Linked DNA regions of Mus musculus: regions 1, 2, 4 and 5 are each linked to region 3. The links are chromatin contacts, called in public HiChIP or PLAC-seq and promoter capture Hi-C maps. All regions are on one chromosome and are shown on one strand. The core of a region is the stretch at or near the end of the contact, and the rest is flanking DNA. Distances in the headings are between cores, read along the strand shown.

Region 1 (2,700 bases), core at 102-2,601, 970 kb after region 3:
CCAATATGGAACCTGCCCACGGGGCGGGGGGTCGCGAGAAGAGCGCGCAGGGCCGGCAGATCTCGCGAGAAGAGGGACGCGGCTTGGGGAGCCGAGGCAGGAACTCTCGGGGACTGGGCTCCCCGGGGCGCCAAGGGTGGAGGCCGCAGCGCGGGGCGCGCGCGCCTCTCTGTGGTCGCACGGGCGAATGCCTGGCGCCATGGCGGAAAGCCGCTGTGACAGCGTCGGGGAAGAGAGCCAAATGATCTTTGAACTCCGAGCAACCTGCTCACTAGAGTCGTCAATTTCCAAGAACAACTTGAAAGAACAGACAGGCCCTGTCCAGAAAGCTGTCGCATTCCGGTCTGCTCAAGGACAAGTGGCTCACCTCGGGATGCTGGTGAAACCTGCCCCCTAGGCAAATATTAGTCTTGCCTCAAAGCCCAGGCTCTCCCTCCAGGCGCTCCTACATGTTTTCAGGCAGAAGTGGCAGAAGGAGGTTCCAGGGACCCACAGGGAGTTCCAATGCACGAGGTCAGAGGTAGACATCATGAATGGCCACTTCCAGGCTGGGGACCAGCATTTGCAAGGCCCTGGGTTCAATACCCACTACTGGAAGGGGAAGGTACACACACACACTGCAAGTAGGTCATTCCATTTCAGGAAGGTCTTCTCATTTATTTATTTATATTTACACCACCTGCAATTCCGGCATTTGGAAAGACCAGAAAACCCTTCATATACATGCATACATATATATCTATTTACACAGCCTGTAATTCCAGCATTTAGAAAGACCAGGAGACCCTTTCATACTATTTATTTATATGTACAGAACCTGTAATTCCAGCATTTGAAAAGACCAAGAGACCTTTCTCTTATTTATTTATTTATACACAACCTGTAATTCCAGCATTTGGAAAGACCAGGGGACCCTTCTTATTTATTTATTTGTTTATTTATTTATTTGTTTATTTGTATTTACAAATCCTGTAATTCTAGCATTTGGAAAAACCAGGAGACCAAGCCTCTGCTGTGTAGTGATGAGACCGTATGTGCAACACCCCAAAAACCATCACTCGGGTTTGAGACCGACTCTTGCCCTTTAGAGCCATCCAAAGTTTAGAAATTTAAAAGAAAATTGGGGGGTGGGTATTAAAGACTTAATTCATGCCTCTGAGAGTATGGAGAACTACTAGGGCGAGCATTCTGACCGCATCTCATTTAGGTAAGTCTGTTGAGCTTTCTTAGGCCCTGGTTCTAGTCTCTACAAGATCAATGCGACCCTGCATTCCCACCTAGTGGAATCTTCCGTAGAAGCCGAGAAAGCTAATAAAAGTGAATGGGGAAAGTTAGACCCGTAAGAACCCACATCCACCCATGCCTACACCGAGCAGGAGAAAGGGGAAATCTTATTCTCGTGGCTATTTCTAGAAGATCCGGGTATGTGGAGGGCAGCAGGGACCCCTTCTCCTCGGCCCAGATGCCATCCTCGCCCGTCACCCGCACAGCCGGAACGCCCGCGGGTTCTGCAGCAACGGCTCCGGAACTGCCGGCCTCCGCGTCCGCAGCGCTGCCGCCAGCCAGGCTGGAGCCGAGTCTGTCCCCAGCGTCTGCGCTCCTGCGGGCCACCGGAAACCAGGTGAGCCTGGGTCGGGAGCGGTCCGGAGCTCTGGCTGCCGCCTGGGAGCTGACAGCCCGCTCGCGTCCCAGAGCGTGGCTGCTTGGGTCACCTGCAGAGCCAGGAGTGTCCCAGGCACAAGGAGTGGGTGAATGAATGAATGAATGAATGAATGAATAGCGGTGGTCCCTGGAACTTCTCTCTCCTTATAGAAAGGCTGCGTGAAACCGAAATGGCAAGAGACAACATGGAATTTGCATACTGGATCCTTTCAAAAATTCGCATCTCTGTGATGTCCACAGCTGAAGGAACTGGACTGTGGGCCCCCCACACTTCCACTCTCTGTGTCCTCATCAGGCCGCAGCTCAGGGCCCCCTTTGCTTCCAGACTTTACTGTTCTGCTCATTTTGTTCTCTCTGCCTTAAGCCCACCCTCTGTCCCCTCTCCTCCTTCTCTGTCTTCTAGTCCTTATTGCTGGACTTTGGGTCCCCCCATGAAGTCTCCACTGTTCAGCCCAGTAATGAGGATCTCTCTACCACACCTGCTTGGTATCACACTGACTAGCATTAAGGGAAGGTGTTTATGTGACCTGTCAGCAGCTGGAGGGCTGCCACCTTCAAGCATCTCCTGCCACTAGACCATCCCCAATACATTCTCCACCAAAACTGAGAGTCACAGGCAATGAGGTTTTTGGTTGGGAAATACAAGTGCTTTTTTTTTTTTTTTTTTTTAATTGGAAGTGAATTTTGTCTTATGGTTTTAGAAAGCATGTGAAAGATGACTTAATTAGGTAAAAGATATTCTTGTACCTTAACTAATTTTGAGGGTTTCTGGTCCTTTGAGTCAAAATTTTATAAATCGGGTTACATTTTTTTGCATTTAAAATATCCCAAATAGAGATTTTAAACGAATCAGTGAGTGGGTGAATGGATGGATGGACAGATGGCTGAGGGTAGCAGAAGCAAAAAGAGCTGTGTTAACGTGCTTGTATTTTTTTTTAAGTGTTTTTTAGCAATGAAAGCCTGCTTAAAGATAAAGGCTGGGACTACAGCTCAGGGTAGAGTAGCCCTGCATGTGTTAGGCCCTCAGATGGGTCCCCA
Region 2 (2,700 bases), core at 51-2,550, 710 kb after region 3:
GACCCCCCAGGCTCCGGGCACTCCCTGGCTGATACCATGAGAAGGAAAGCAGAGAGCTGAGGTGGGAGCCAAGACCTAATGACATGCTCAAGCTCCCACGATCCTACCAACAGGCTCCTGAGAGAAACAAGGTGGGTTAGCCTGATCCACGCCATCTTTCTCCCACCCAGGCAATAACAGGATATGGATAAAAAGCCATTTCCTGCTCTCATGTAAGGGCTCCAGAAAGCACTATCCTTTCTCACACAGCCTTCCGAATCAGGGCTTCTTGACTCCCGACTGATTACGGACAGGAGAGGAGTAAGTCAACAGAAAGAAAAGGACATGAGACAGTATTTACAGTCCTCAGGCCAAGCTAATCTTGGTTTCCTAAGGTCCGGTTCCTGGCTTACCAAGGCGGCCCAAGCGGGGTGGTTGCCTGCCAGCACTAGTAGACTCAGGGGTCCACCCTAGATTTCTAGAATTAATTTCTGGGAGCCGTGCTAGCGACCTGCAAAACGCGTTTGAGAACTGCTACTTTAAGATTTTGTTTTTGTTCCTCTGGAGTGGGGTTGACGTTCTAATTCAAGGTTCGTCACAACTAATATTATTCCAACATTCTGTTTGGGAGATCATTTAAAAAGAAATCTCAAATTTCTAGGTAAACAATTGTCTATCAGCAAACAGACACCGTGAAAGAGCTTGGTTGGTCAGAGTTCCTGGCCTGTCTGTTAGTTCGTTTGCTGAATTCTCACTTAAAAGATTAGATTTACTTCTAAATAGTAAATCAGCCCAATCCAGGAATGTTCAGAAAGAATGACAAATTCCCACAAAGGGGAGGAGGTGTCCTCATGGCGCAAGCCTGACGACACTGTCTGCTATAAAAAGTTCTTATATGCAAGAAAAAAATCTCCCAGTTCTGCACTAAGCATGGGATGACAACAGAGGGGCGACAGGACCGACAGAAGATTCCAGAGGTTCTGGGAAAGCGCGACCAACCTTCCCCAGCCTGGGCTACCGGTGGCCCTGCGTGGTTGGTCGGCAGCCTCGCCCGGCTTCTCCTTTCTCCCCAGGCCGGGGAGGAGCCCGCACGGGGCCTCTCAGGCCGCAGCGTCGCGCCCGCCGCCATCATCAGCCCGCGCCATCACCTGCCCGCTCGCCCGCCCACCCTGTCACTCGGCACTCACCGGCCGCTTGCTGCCGCGCTCTCCGACACCGAGCCCCGAAGCCACCTCCAAGCTCCGGCCACCGCGCGCCCCCGCCCTGGCCGCGGATCCCCGGTTGAGTCACCCGGCCCTTCAAAACAAGAGCCCCGCCCACCGCGGGGCATGCCGGGAAGGCCGCGCGGCTCGCCCCGCCCCCGCCGCGGACTCCGCCATAGGCCGGGGCCTCGCCTGCCTGCCCGGCCGGCCGGGAACTGGGGCTCTTCGCCAGGGCGGCCCAGTAACGCGCGCCGCCGCCGCTTGCGCTCCATCACCCAAGGGGCTCAGACAGGAAAGCGAGCTGCAGGCTCGAAGGTGAAAGAGGCTGGGTCGCCCCGGAACGCGTGATGCTCACGGAAAGATGAGCCTATCGCCTTTGTGTGGCGGATGGATATGAACTGCAGCCCAAAGACAGAAAAACATCAACAACAACAAAACAAGATAAAAGAGAAAACAAAAACTTCCCCCCAACTCTTGAGTTTCACGGAACAATCTGCGATAGCAAACAAGATTCTACAGGTTTCATGTTACCTGGAAGCAAACTATTAGAAAGCTGGTTGCCTTGCTTCCTGTGAACCGCACAAGGGAACCTGAGAGGAGGAACCTGGCTCCATCTCTCAGGGTCACGGGGACTTGTGGCTTTTGTACTTAAGAAAGTTATCAGACCAGTTGATTACACCATCACAATGATTGCACAGACTTCTAGTTTTGGGTGTTTCGTTCTATTGGGGGTTTGCTTGTTTTAACCTTTATTTCCCTTCTCCCTCCTCCCTGGCTCTCCACTCTTAATACATGGGGTGTTCTTTGTTTTTTGAGACAGTCTCCTTTATCCCAGTATGGCCTTGCACCTCTGATCCGACCTTCACCATGTGAGTGATGGATAGGGTTACAGACAAGCCCTACCGTAGCCGAATTATGAAGGGCTCTGGTGTAACCCAGGGCTTCATGCACCCTAGGCCATTATTCTACCAGTTGAGCTACGTCTCCAGGTCCGAGTTCATTTTATTGAGATGTGACGCCGCAGCCCATGTTGAATTTGCTGTGTAGCCAAGGATGGCTTTGGACTCCTCATCCTCCTGTCCCTGTCTCCCAAGTGCTGACATTATTCTACTTTAAAACTGCTGCTGAGCACTAAATAAACTAATAAAACCACGCAAAAAAATATAGGGAATACCTGTGTGCACAGCATTAATCCTAGCACTTGGGAGGTAGAGGCAGGAGGATCAGGAAATCGAGGTCCCCCTTATTTGGCTTATGTTGCTTCTGGGGGGGGGAGGGGAGGAGGGGGACGGGTCTACCTTGCCCAGTTTCCCCCATACCACCTGTCACTAAGGGAAGTCAGGGAATCCAGTCAGGAAACTGGGTCTACAAAGTGAATTCCAGAACAGCCAGGGCTACACAGAGGAAACCATGTCTCAAAACAAACCAAATACGACCACCAACACAGTAATGTCACAAAAAAGCCAACACAGTAATGAGATCATGTGCTGGCATCTCTGGGCCTTGGAACTACAGAGAA
Region 3 (2,700 bases), core at 24-2,523:
AGTAGTGTATTCAAAGAACTCAGAAAAGAGAAAAGACTTAAAAGTTGGAGGTACACTGGTATCTTTGGGGAACAGGGACGCTGGGATACAAGAACAGACTTCTCTGGCGTTTGAGTCAGACATATAGTTTTAAGACCATGTGTTGTTTTGACTATGAACTGATACTCAATATTGTCTATGAAAATCAGAGCCAGTTCAACTTATTTCAAAATATTTGCTGGGGTGGAGGGAGAATGAGCATCAGCAGTCGAGGTAAGAAAGTAATGGAATTTGAAGGGATATAGCAATCCCTCCCCTTGAAACCTAGCAAAAGGTTTCCGTATTTCCAGCCCGAGGATGAACCTGTGGACCCAATGTACGATCATCCCAATCTCAGGTGGCAATTTCCTAAGTGACAGTAGCAGTGCCTATTAGAGGAAAGCAGGAAAGCCAGGCGACTGAGCCAACAGAAAGCCAGGCCCGAGGAGCCACATTTTTACTTGACATCACAGATAGGTGAGCCTACTGGAAAGCTCATCGCTGAGGCTTCACAGCACATAAAATGGGTCTCATTTAACTCTTAAGTCGTCCCGGTGGGTGTGGGTGAAGCGGGGGTGGGGGGTGCCACTGGGAACTCAGTGTGGTCTGCGATGGGGCAAGTGAGAGAACAGGAAACAGCTTTGTAGAAGGGCAAGGCGGCAGATACGAACGTCCCCCTCCACCACAGCACCTTCGACTGGGGCCTCGCAGGGAATCCAAGCCAATCCTCTCATTTCCTCGGCCAGGGGAAGGCCAAAGGGCTATCGAGTGACCTACAATGGCAGACGCGCTGTGACCAGGCACTTCTAAGCGCTGCTAACCCCCGTATGCAGAGGGGAAAGAAGGGAACGCCATCTCCCCGACGGAGCTTCTCCTTTGGAAACGTCAGGTGTGATACTGTGTGCGCGGCGACCAGCAGCAGCGGCAACCTCGGCTCCGAGAGGTTGCTGGGGACAAGACAGGGGGCAGGAGCAGAGAGAGGCTACCCGAAAGCGGGCAAAGCGGCCGCCGCAGGGGAAGGATGCTGTGCCCGTGCGCCCGCCCGCTCGCACCCCCGGGGCCGCGCGCCTGCACTCACGCTGAGGGGATGGGGCGAGTAGCCGGCGAGCGGAGACGAGGGACCAGGCCGCCACTGTCGCCGCCCAGGCTGGCCCTGCAACCTCCTCCTCCCTCACTTTCGTTTTCCTCGCAGGGCCGGCTAGCTGCGCGGTCGCGCTCGGAACCCGCCCCGCGGGCGGCGCCGCTTGATAACGTCACGAGCCCGCCAGCCCCGCCCCCGCTGGGCTCAGGCTTGGCCCTGGGGAACTGCCCAGGTCGCACAGCGCGCAGGACCCGAGGCGCCTGCGCGGAAGGGGGACCGCGAAAGAATGGGGGGGCAGAGAAAAGCCACTAGGAAAATAACCCTTGTCTACTCTCGCCCTAAAGAAGGGAAATCAATACTTCACCTCAGTTTATTCATCTTGTTATGGATTACCTGAAGAAGGAAAACTCCCAAGATGTCTTAATAAATCATGTGGAGTCTTTATTATTTATTACCACCGGTGGGGCTGTCTCAGGCAGAGGAGCGGGAAGCACCCTCGGACCTCCAGTTTGTTCGACATTTTAAAGACAAGGACTGCAACTGTGATGTATACAGAAAGGCAGCTCCAAACATGTGCAACAAGCAAACATTGCTTTTTTTTTCTTTTCAGAAGCAGAGTGATAACAATTAAATGGTCAGGCAGTTAACCTTTAGGTCAGAATCACAATCACATGGTATAGAAATTTATGGCTGATCAAGAGACCAGTTTAGCATAAGATTTAATGACTGGTCGAAGTGACCGGAGACGAATTTTTGCCCAAAATAGTTTTAGCAATGAAAGTATTCTTAGGAGCTAGGTGGTAGTGTCGAACACCTTTAATGCCAGCACTCAGAAAGCAGAGACAGGCATATCTCTGTGAGTTCGAAGCCAGCCTAGTCTACATAGCTACTTCCAGGACAGCCAGGGATATATTGTAAGACCCTGACTTGGAAAGTGGGAAAAAAAAATCCTAGAAAGTGTTTCACAACATGGCGTAACTAGTTTGGTAGCTTACTACAGTATCGTCATTATATAGATTTAAGAATACAGTCAGAGGAGCCGGGCGTGGTGGCACACGCCTTTAATCCCAGCACTCGGGAGGCAGAGGCAGGCCTATTTCTGAGTTCGAGGCCAGCCTGGTCTACAAAGTGAGTTCCAGGACAGCCAGGGCTACACAGAGAAACCCTGTCTCGAAAAACAAAACAAACAACAACAACAACAAAAAAGAATACAGTCAGAGACACAAACTGGCCAAGGTCAAAGACCTGTTCCTGTTCCATAGGACATATTTAACATTGGACTAGGCATAGCTCAGTGTCAAGACTGTTCGTCCGGTACACACCAGATCCTAGATCTGATTCTCAATGCCTCAGACTAAAAGAAATAATGGCATCTGTGGCATTTGACCATATGCACTGAGATGGGCTGTAACTCTAACTCCTCTTCCCATTTTCAGACCAATATAACTTTGTTGGACATTCTCAGCTGCGTTTGTCTCTTAAACCCCGAGACTTCAAATGTCAACATATGTTCTCCCATAATGCTGCTTTTTTTAAAAAAAAAAAGGATTTTATTTTTATTTTATGTGTATGCGTGTCCTTCATGCACGTATGTATGTATG
Region 4 (2,700 bases), core at 78-2,577, 760 kb after region 3:
CGCTTGTTAGTTTGACATTTCATGCAAACAGACCTTTGGGGTGCAGCTAGTGGAGTGGGCACATCACCCTTGTGTAAGGCAAAACAAGCCACCCAAGGAAATGTTCTGGTGTGAGGAGTAGTGGAAGCAGCCATGGGGCAGGTCCAGTGTGACCTGTGGAGCGCCAGCTGATGTCCTCTCTGTGCCTTAGGATAGGGACCTGTTATTATGTGGGGCTGGAAGACTTGGAATCAGCCTTGGGAAATGTTTCTAACTCCTGCTCCTTTGTTTGATGTCCTGACAGCCCATGAGAGATTGTGACCCATATTTCGCAGGGAAAGCTGTAAAGATCCGGAGGGGAAAGTGATTTAGCCACTACCAATTCAAAGTTCCCAGATCTAGAAAGCTCAGTTGACAGGGCAGGTGGACATCGGGCCTTAAATCCCTGCATAAAACATCATGCTTTGGGCTGTGAGATGGCTCAGAGGGTAAAGGCATGTTCCAGCAAGCCCCGATGATGTGAGTTTGATTCCTGGGACCCATATAATAAAAGGAGAGAACTGGCTTCCGAGAGATATCCTCTGATCGCCACATGTGTTTCTCTTCTCCCTAATAATTGAATTATAAAAAATTAACACATTTAAAAAGTCATACTTTGCCTCAAAAATACTTTCCCATATTCAGTCAGGATGGTGGGGGATGAGAGGGTCTTTGGGTATTGGGGGGGGATGGGAGGGTCTTTGGGTATTGGGGAACCTCAATCCTGAGGGATCCAGGCTGGTTTCGTTCTCCCTGGGAGTCCAGATCTGGATACTGTCTGCATACCTAGGAGTGGTGGGACCCATGCTCTCTTGCAGAGGATGATGTCATCTGGCAGATTGTGGAATTGCTCAAGAAAGCTGGAGACCAACTGGAAGAAGAGGTGAGGAGGCGCAGGCATCAGAGAGCGCCTGCAGAGCTGCTGCAGCTCCCGGTTCGTGCCCCGCCTCCCCGTCCAGTTAGCCCCACTCCCTAATTCCAGAAGCCACCTCCCGCTCTGGGTCGGCCCTGTCTGGGGTTGCCTTTCGCCTCTCCTCAAGGCCAGGGATCTAACCCAGTTTCTTTCTCCTCCCCACAGCAAGTGCAAATCCCTCAGCCAGAAGCGGTTCCTCCACGAAAGCCAACGCCACTCCCCAGGAAGAAATCCCAGGAGAAGAAGTCCAGCCTGAAGAGAGTCTTATCCCTCAAGAAGCCTGCCTCTGAGGAACCCAAGAGAGTCGGCACAGCCACTACCCTGGGCCCAGAAACCCGGCCCAAGAGGCCCAGCTTCCTACCCCTGTGTGTTAGTAGCCAGCGAGCTTCCACCTCCAGCAGCCTTGGTAAGCAGGCTCTAGCAGTTGCCATAGCAACTGCAGCTGCCTCCTGCTCTGGAATCTTTCTGATGCCCACACTATGCCTTGAGCAGTGTAGGGAGGATGGAGATGGAGAAGAGATCAAAGCTTTTCCCCTCCACATGGTCTCACTTGGGTACAAGTGGGATCCCTCAGAGCCAGAGCCGGAGGGAGAAGGGCTGGTCTCGTTGGCTCTTCGTGGGCGTTAGGGTGGATGGGGGCTAGACTTGTATGACACCGTTGTCAGGAGAGCGTGGATTTGGGGTCATAAGAGGAGAGATTTTCATGCAAGGCGGTTTAGGCCATGGCTCTTCTTCATTCGTGGCACGGAGCCAGGCACCTTCTGCCCCCTAGTGGACCAACCGAAAACAGCGGCTAGGTAAGGAAACCCCATGGAAAGAAAAAGAGAAGCCAAGGAAAGACAGTTCTTTTCATGCAGAGAGCATGGTCGGGGTCCGCAAACAGAGCCCCAGACCCGGCATAGCCTTGCAAGCCTTGCAGAGCCCACGGGTGGCGTACACTGGCACCTGCCCAGGCTCAGGTTGCTGGGCGTGGCTGACACACACACTGACTGTGACTTTCTGCTTCCCAGACTTGGAGGCGCCTGAGTTCCAAGAGGTCCCGTCTGTAGATGGTGGAGGCTCCCATCCCTCTGAGCTCCACACACCAGCTGCCATATTTCAGGGACCCGAGGAGAAGCCACTGCTGGACAGAGCCTCCGAATCCAGTTAGTCCCTTGCCCCTCAGAAACACCCCCCTCCGCCACCCCTACCCCCCCACCTCCAGCAAATAGCCCATCTGTCTAGACTCTGCCATTTGGAAAGGGCAAGTTGAGGCAGAGCGAGGGAGGCCAAGGCCTATTTCAGTCTCTCTGTGGGAGGCCTCGGGCTGTGGAGACAGCACATTTCACCCGTTAGCCTCAGTTTCCCCATTTTGCAAGGCTGGACCTTGAGATTTGCTGGAAGTTCTAATTGAATGACTGCCTGTAAGGTATAGCAGGGTCGGCCTGTCAGCCAACAGGTTGTGTTGCTACCGAGCGTGGTTATTGCCGTTAGGTGGGCGGCTGAGAGCTGCCGTGGTGCCAGGAAGGGGCTGAGAACACAGAAGGGAGGTTTCCATACAGTTATCGGTTTTATTATTATTATTATTTGTTTTTGTTCGAGACAGGATTTCTCTGCATAGTCCTGGCTGTCCTGGAACTCACTCTGTAGACCAGGTTGGCCTCGAACTCAGAAATCTGCCTGCCTCTGCCTCCCAAGTGCTGGGATTAAAGGCTTGCGCCACCACTGCCCGGGTTTTTTTTTTTTTTTAAAGATTTATTTATTTACTTATTTTATGTATGTGAGTATAC
Region 5 (2,700 bases), core at 196-2,695, 890 kb before region 3:
GCTCTTGAAAATTGTCCCCGACTCCTCCCATTAATAAATATAATAATCTAAAAAGAAACGGGTAACAGATAGCAGGCATTCAACGATTATTCTCCTAAATTGGAGTCCACGAGTTCTCTGGCTGCTAATGCCTGCAGTGGTAACAGGAGACAGTGGATGGCATCTTAGAAACCCAGCAGTACCACATCCTGGCTTCCACTGTGGGTTGAACACGTGAGGAGGCTGGGCTAGGGCCAGCGAAATCAGTGCCTATGTAGGGGCATGATCGTTTCCATTCCTTGGCAGTATGCATGGTAGGAGCTGTGAACATTGATAGGTGGAATGGAGTTCAGAAGACTTCAAGTGTAGTCGCTAGGTTGCCCAGAGCCCTAGCTAATGCCCCTACACAACTGTGGACAGCAGTTGGTTCCTCTGCCCCTGTGTAGTCATGTTTTCTGAGTTATGTGGGAACACTGAGGATGGTGAATCGAAATCGAACACAGGACTTTTCCATAGAGCTTGTGTCTGTGGCTCTGATTTCAGTCTCTTTAGTTCTTTATATGCCAACATGGGCCTTTCCACTGTATCTCTTTGGCACTAATCAGAGCGTCAGCTCTGGAGTTGCCACGGTTGCTACCCTTCTTCCATCTTTCCAGCTCCTGTTAGCTCTGTCCTTTTTTTCATGTGTACTGGTGGTGGGTGGCGGTGGTCATAACTGTAGTAAATGGGTGAGGTTTCCTTGCATGCAGGACAGTAGTGTTTCTCTATTACTTACATTGTGTAGAAGACAAAAGGGAAGTTTAGGCCAGTGAGATGGTTCACAGCAGGTAAAGTGCTTGTCACCCAGGCTTGACAACCTCTGTTAGATCCCTGGAGCCCAAGGGACCCCAAAGAGTTATCTGACTTCCACTCCCATATGCTGTGACTCGTTTGCCCCTCCCCCATACACAGACATAATAATTCTTTATAAAGAATATTTAAAAAGTGTAGTTTGGGAGGATGTTAACTAATATGTCCAAAGCTACAGCCTATTAAATGGTGCTGCCAAGGCTTGAACCCAGGCAGTGTAAATTTTTTTCTTTCTTTCTTTCTTTCTTTCTTTCTTTCTTTCTTTCTGTTTGTTTTTTTCGCAGGCTGGCCTCGAACTCAGAAATCTGCCTGCCTCTGCCTCCCGAGTGCTGGGATTAAAGGCGTGCACCATCACTTTCGATATCCTCTGATGCCCTGTTCTAAAGCCCCGCTGCCTCCAGAGGTGTGATGGATGCTGCCCTGTGTGCACTTGCAAAAGCCCAGGAACCATGTGAAGGAGAAAGTACAGGGAGCCGGGGAAGTGACTGATGAGTCCTCAGATCTAGAATAGTGTTTTCCCATCTGCTGAGTGAAGTGCAGTGCTGAGTCTTTGCAATATGATGTGTATTTCCAGCTTTGACAGTGGTTTTCTTTGGACTAGCCACAGGACTAGCTCAGTAGCCATGTGTGTTGTTATAAGGCCACTGTCACTGCAGCTTCAGAGGACAGGAGTCAGACATTAGTCTGTAGAGGAGTCAGCCAGCAGAAGAGGCATTGAAAAAAAAAAGCCCCCCCCCCCAACTCCAGCTCCTCTTTTCTGACTGGGGTTTAGGTGGAGTTGGGGTACCAGTGGAGAAGTTTGCTCTCATATCATCCTGAAGTTGTGAGGTGCCTTTCCCGTTCCAAACAGGGAATTACTCAGTATGCTTTGTTTGCTCTGGCTGCATTCCATAGACACCTTCAGAGTAGAGAGGCACTTGTGGGCCACCCACCACTCCAGCAGTTTCTAGGGAAAAGACTTGACAACTCCAGGAACTGTGAATGCCTTATACTGAAATATACAGTGAAATATACAGTGGAGGGAGGTCATGGGGAAGGATAGTTACTTATCTTCTGATGTATGAGCTCTGGGTAACCTACACAGTGAAGAGAGAGGAATTCTTGGTATTCAGGAGTCACTGTCACCTCCTCTTTCAGAGTCTCCTGTGGCTGTGCTGTGCTTAGCTCAGAGTGTGGTGAGCCTTCACCAGTTCGTGAGTGCTAGTTGAGAAGCAGATATCCCTGGAACTGAGCCCTGTGAATGGCTTCCTTCTCAATTTTCATTCTTTCAGTTTCTCCCAGAGGCCTCAGCCCACTAGAAAGAAGCACACAGGCTCCTCCAAAGTAAATGGCACCGAAGGGTTAGGAAGAGGACCAGTGGTTTCTGTCCCCACGAACAGGAGAGCGGGAGTTTTGTTTGGTGGTGAGGTGCTGCAGTGCTGTGGCTGAGCTGTGTGGGCTCTGAGGGCTGCACTGCGCTCCCTGTACTGCAGTGTGTCTAGCCTGAGAACAGTGGGGAACTCTGCACAGCACAGTGCTTTGCTGTGCTTAACCCTATTTGAAAAGAAAGCTGGGAAGTAGCCACTAGTAATTGGGGCTGACTGAGACTAGAGGAAAGGAAACCATATTCCCCTTTCACTTAAAAAAATATTTGTGTGCGTGTGCCTTTGTGAATATATCTTGTGGATGTGCACAGATAAGCCACAGAGGTCAAAGGAGGGCATTGGGTTGCCTGGAGCTAGAGTTCCACGTGGTTGTGAGCTGCCCAATGAGGCCTTTGGTAGCCGGTCAGTCCTCTCCAAGAGCCAAAGTGCTCTTAACTTCCCTCCAGCCCCAAGGAAAACTTTGTAATTAAAGCATTTAGTTTAAATAATGGAGATATTTAAATTACTT

Evidence for each region. Promoter capture Hi-C pulls out the DNA fragments that hold promoters and counts their contacts. HiChIP or PLAC-seq counts read pairs in DNA pulled down with a chosen protein or histone mark.
Region 1: a contact with region 3 is called in an H3K4me3 HiChIP or PLAC-seq map of bone marrow-derived macrophages, with 5 times the contacts expected there. The contact joins the promoter of Slc26a8 here to the promoter of Cmtr1 in region 3. A contact is called at or near these places in 2 of 39 promoter capture datasets (erythroid cells and pre-B cells) and 1 of 115 datasets of contacts at active chromatin or transcription factors (bone marrow-derived macrophages).
Region 2: a contact with region 3 is called in a promoter capture Hi-C map of pre-B cells, with 4 times the contacts expected there. The contact joins the promoter of Kctd20 here to the promoter of Cmtr1 in region 3. A contact is called at or near these places in 2 of 39 promoter capture datasets (liver and pre-B cells), 1 of 484 Hi-C or Micro-C datasets (B cells), 1 of 115 datasets of contacts at active chromatin or transcription factors (memory CD8 T cells) and 1 of 9 other capture datasets (liver).
Region 4: a contact with region 3 is called in a promoter capture Hi-C map of pre-B cells, with 2.4 times the contacts expected there. The contact joins the promoter of 1700030A11Rik here to the promoter of Cmtr1 in region 3. A contact is called at or near these places in 2 of 39 promoter capture datasets (hippocampal neurons and pre-B cells).
Region 5: a contact with region 3 is called in a FOXA1 HiChIP or PLAC-seq map of pancreatic cancer cells. The contact joins the enhancer-like site here to the promoter of Cmtr1 in region 3. A contact is called at or near these places in 1 of 39 promoter capture datasets (embryonic stem cells), 3 of 115 datasets of contacts at active chromatin or transcription factors (embryonic basal ganglia, forebrain and pancreatic cancer cells) and 1 of 9 other capture datasets (macrophages).

What each region holds. Positions count from the first base shown.
Region 1 is chr17:28,688,638-28,691,337 of GRCm38.p6, reverse strand. Slc26a8 (solute carrier family 26, member 8) reads left to right here and starts at 1,351. Exons shown (of 20, transcript NM_001290320.1): 1 at 1,351-1,621.
Region 2 is chr17:28,951,036-28,953,735 of GRCm38.p6, reverse strand. It overlaps Kctd20 (potassium channel tetramerisation domain containing 20), which reads right to left and starts at 1,300. Exons shown (of 8, transcript NM_001356300.1): 1 at 1,167-1,300.
Region 3 is chr17:29,659,168-29,661,867 of GRCm38.p6, reverse strand. Cmtr1 (cap methyltransferase 1) reads right to left here and starts at 1,273. Exons shown (of 24, transcript NM_028791.6): 1 at 1,097-1,273. All of the region lies in intron 7 of Gm28043 (predicted gene, 28043), which reads right to left.
Region 4 is chr17:28,903,892-28,906,591 of GRCm38.p6, reverse strand. 1700030A11Rik (RIKEN cDNA 1700030A11 gene) reads right to left here and starts at 1,327. Exons shown (of 3, transcript NR_045457.1): 1 at 1,293-1,327; 2 at 805-889; 3 at 1-588. It overlaps Bnip5 (BCL2 interacting protein 5), which reads left to right. Exons shown (of 12, transcript NM_172450.3): 4 at 837-901; 5 at 1,097-1,337; 6 at 1,942-2,076.
Region 5 is chr17:30,549,951-30,552,650 of GRCm38.p6, reverse strand. All of the region lies in intron 1 of Btbd9 (BTB (POZ) domain containing 9), which reads left to right. Among named protein-coding and RNA genes, the nearest start is that of Btbd9, 25 kb to the left of the region's middle. RefSeq lists an enhancer at 101-2,700. Within about 2 kb of position 1,445, at least 61 of the 459 cell types and tissues checked have an H3K27ac peak or open chromatin away from gene starts, as enhancers often do. A contact at or near this core is called in embryonic stem cells and pancreatic cancer cells, where this site is marked.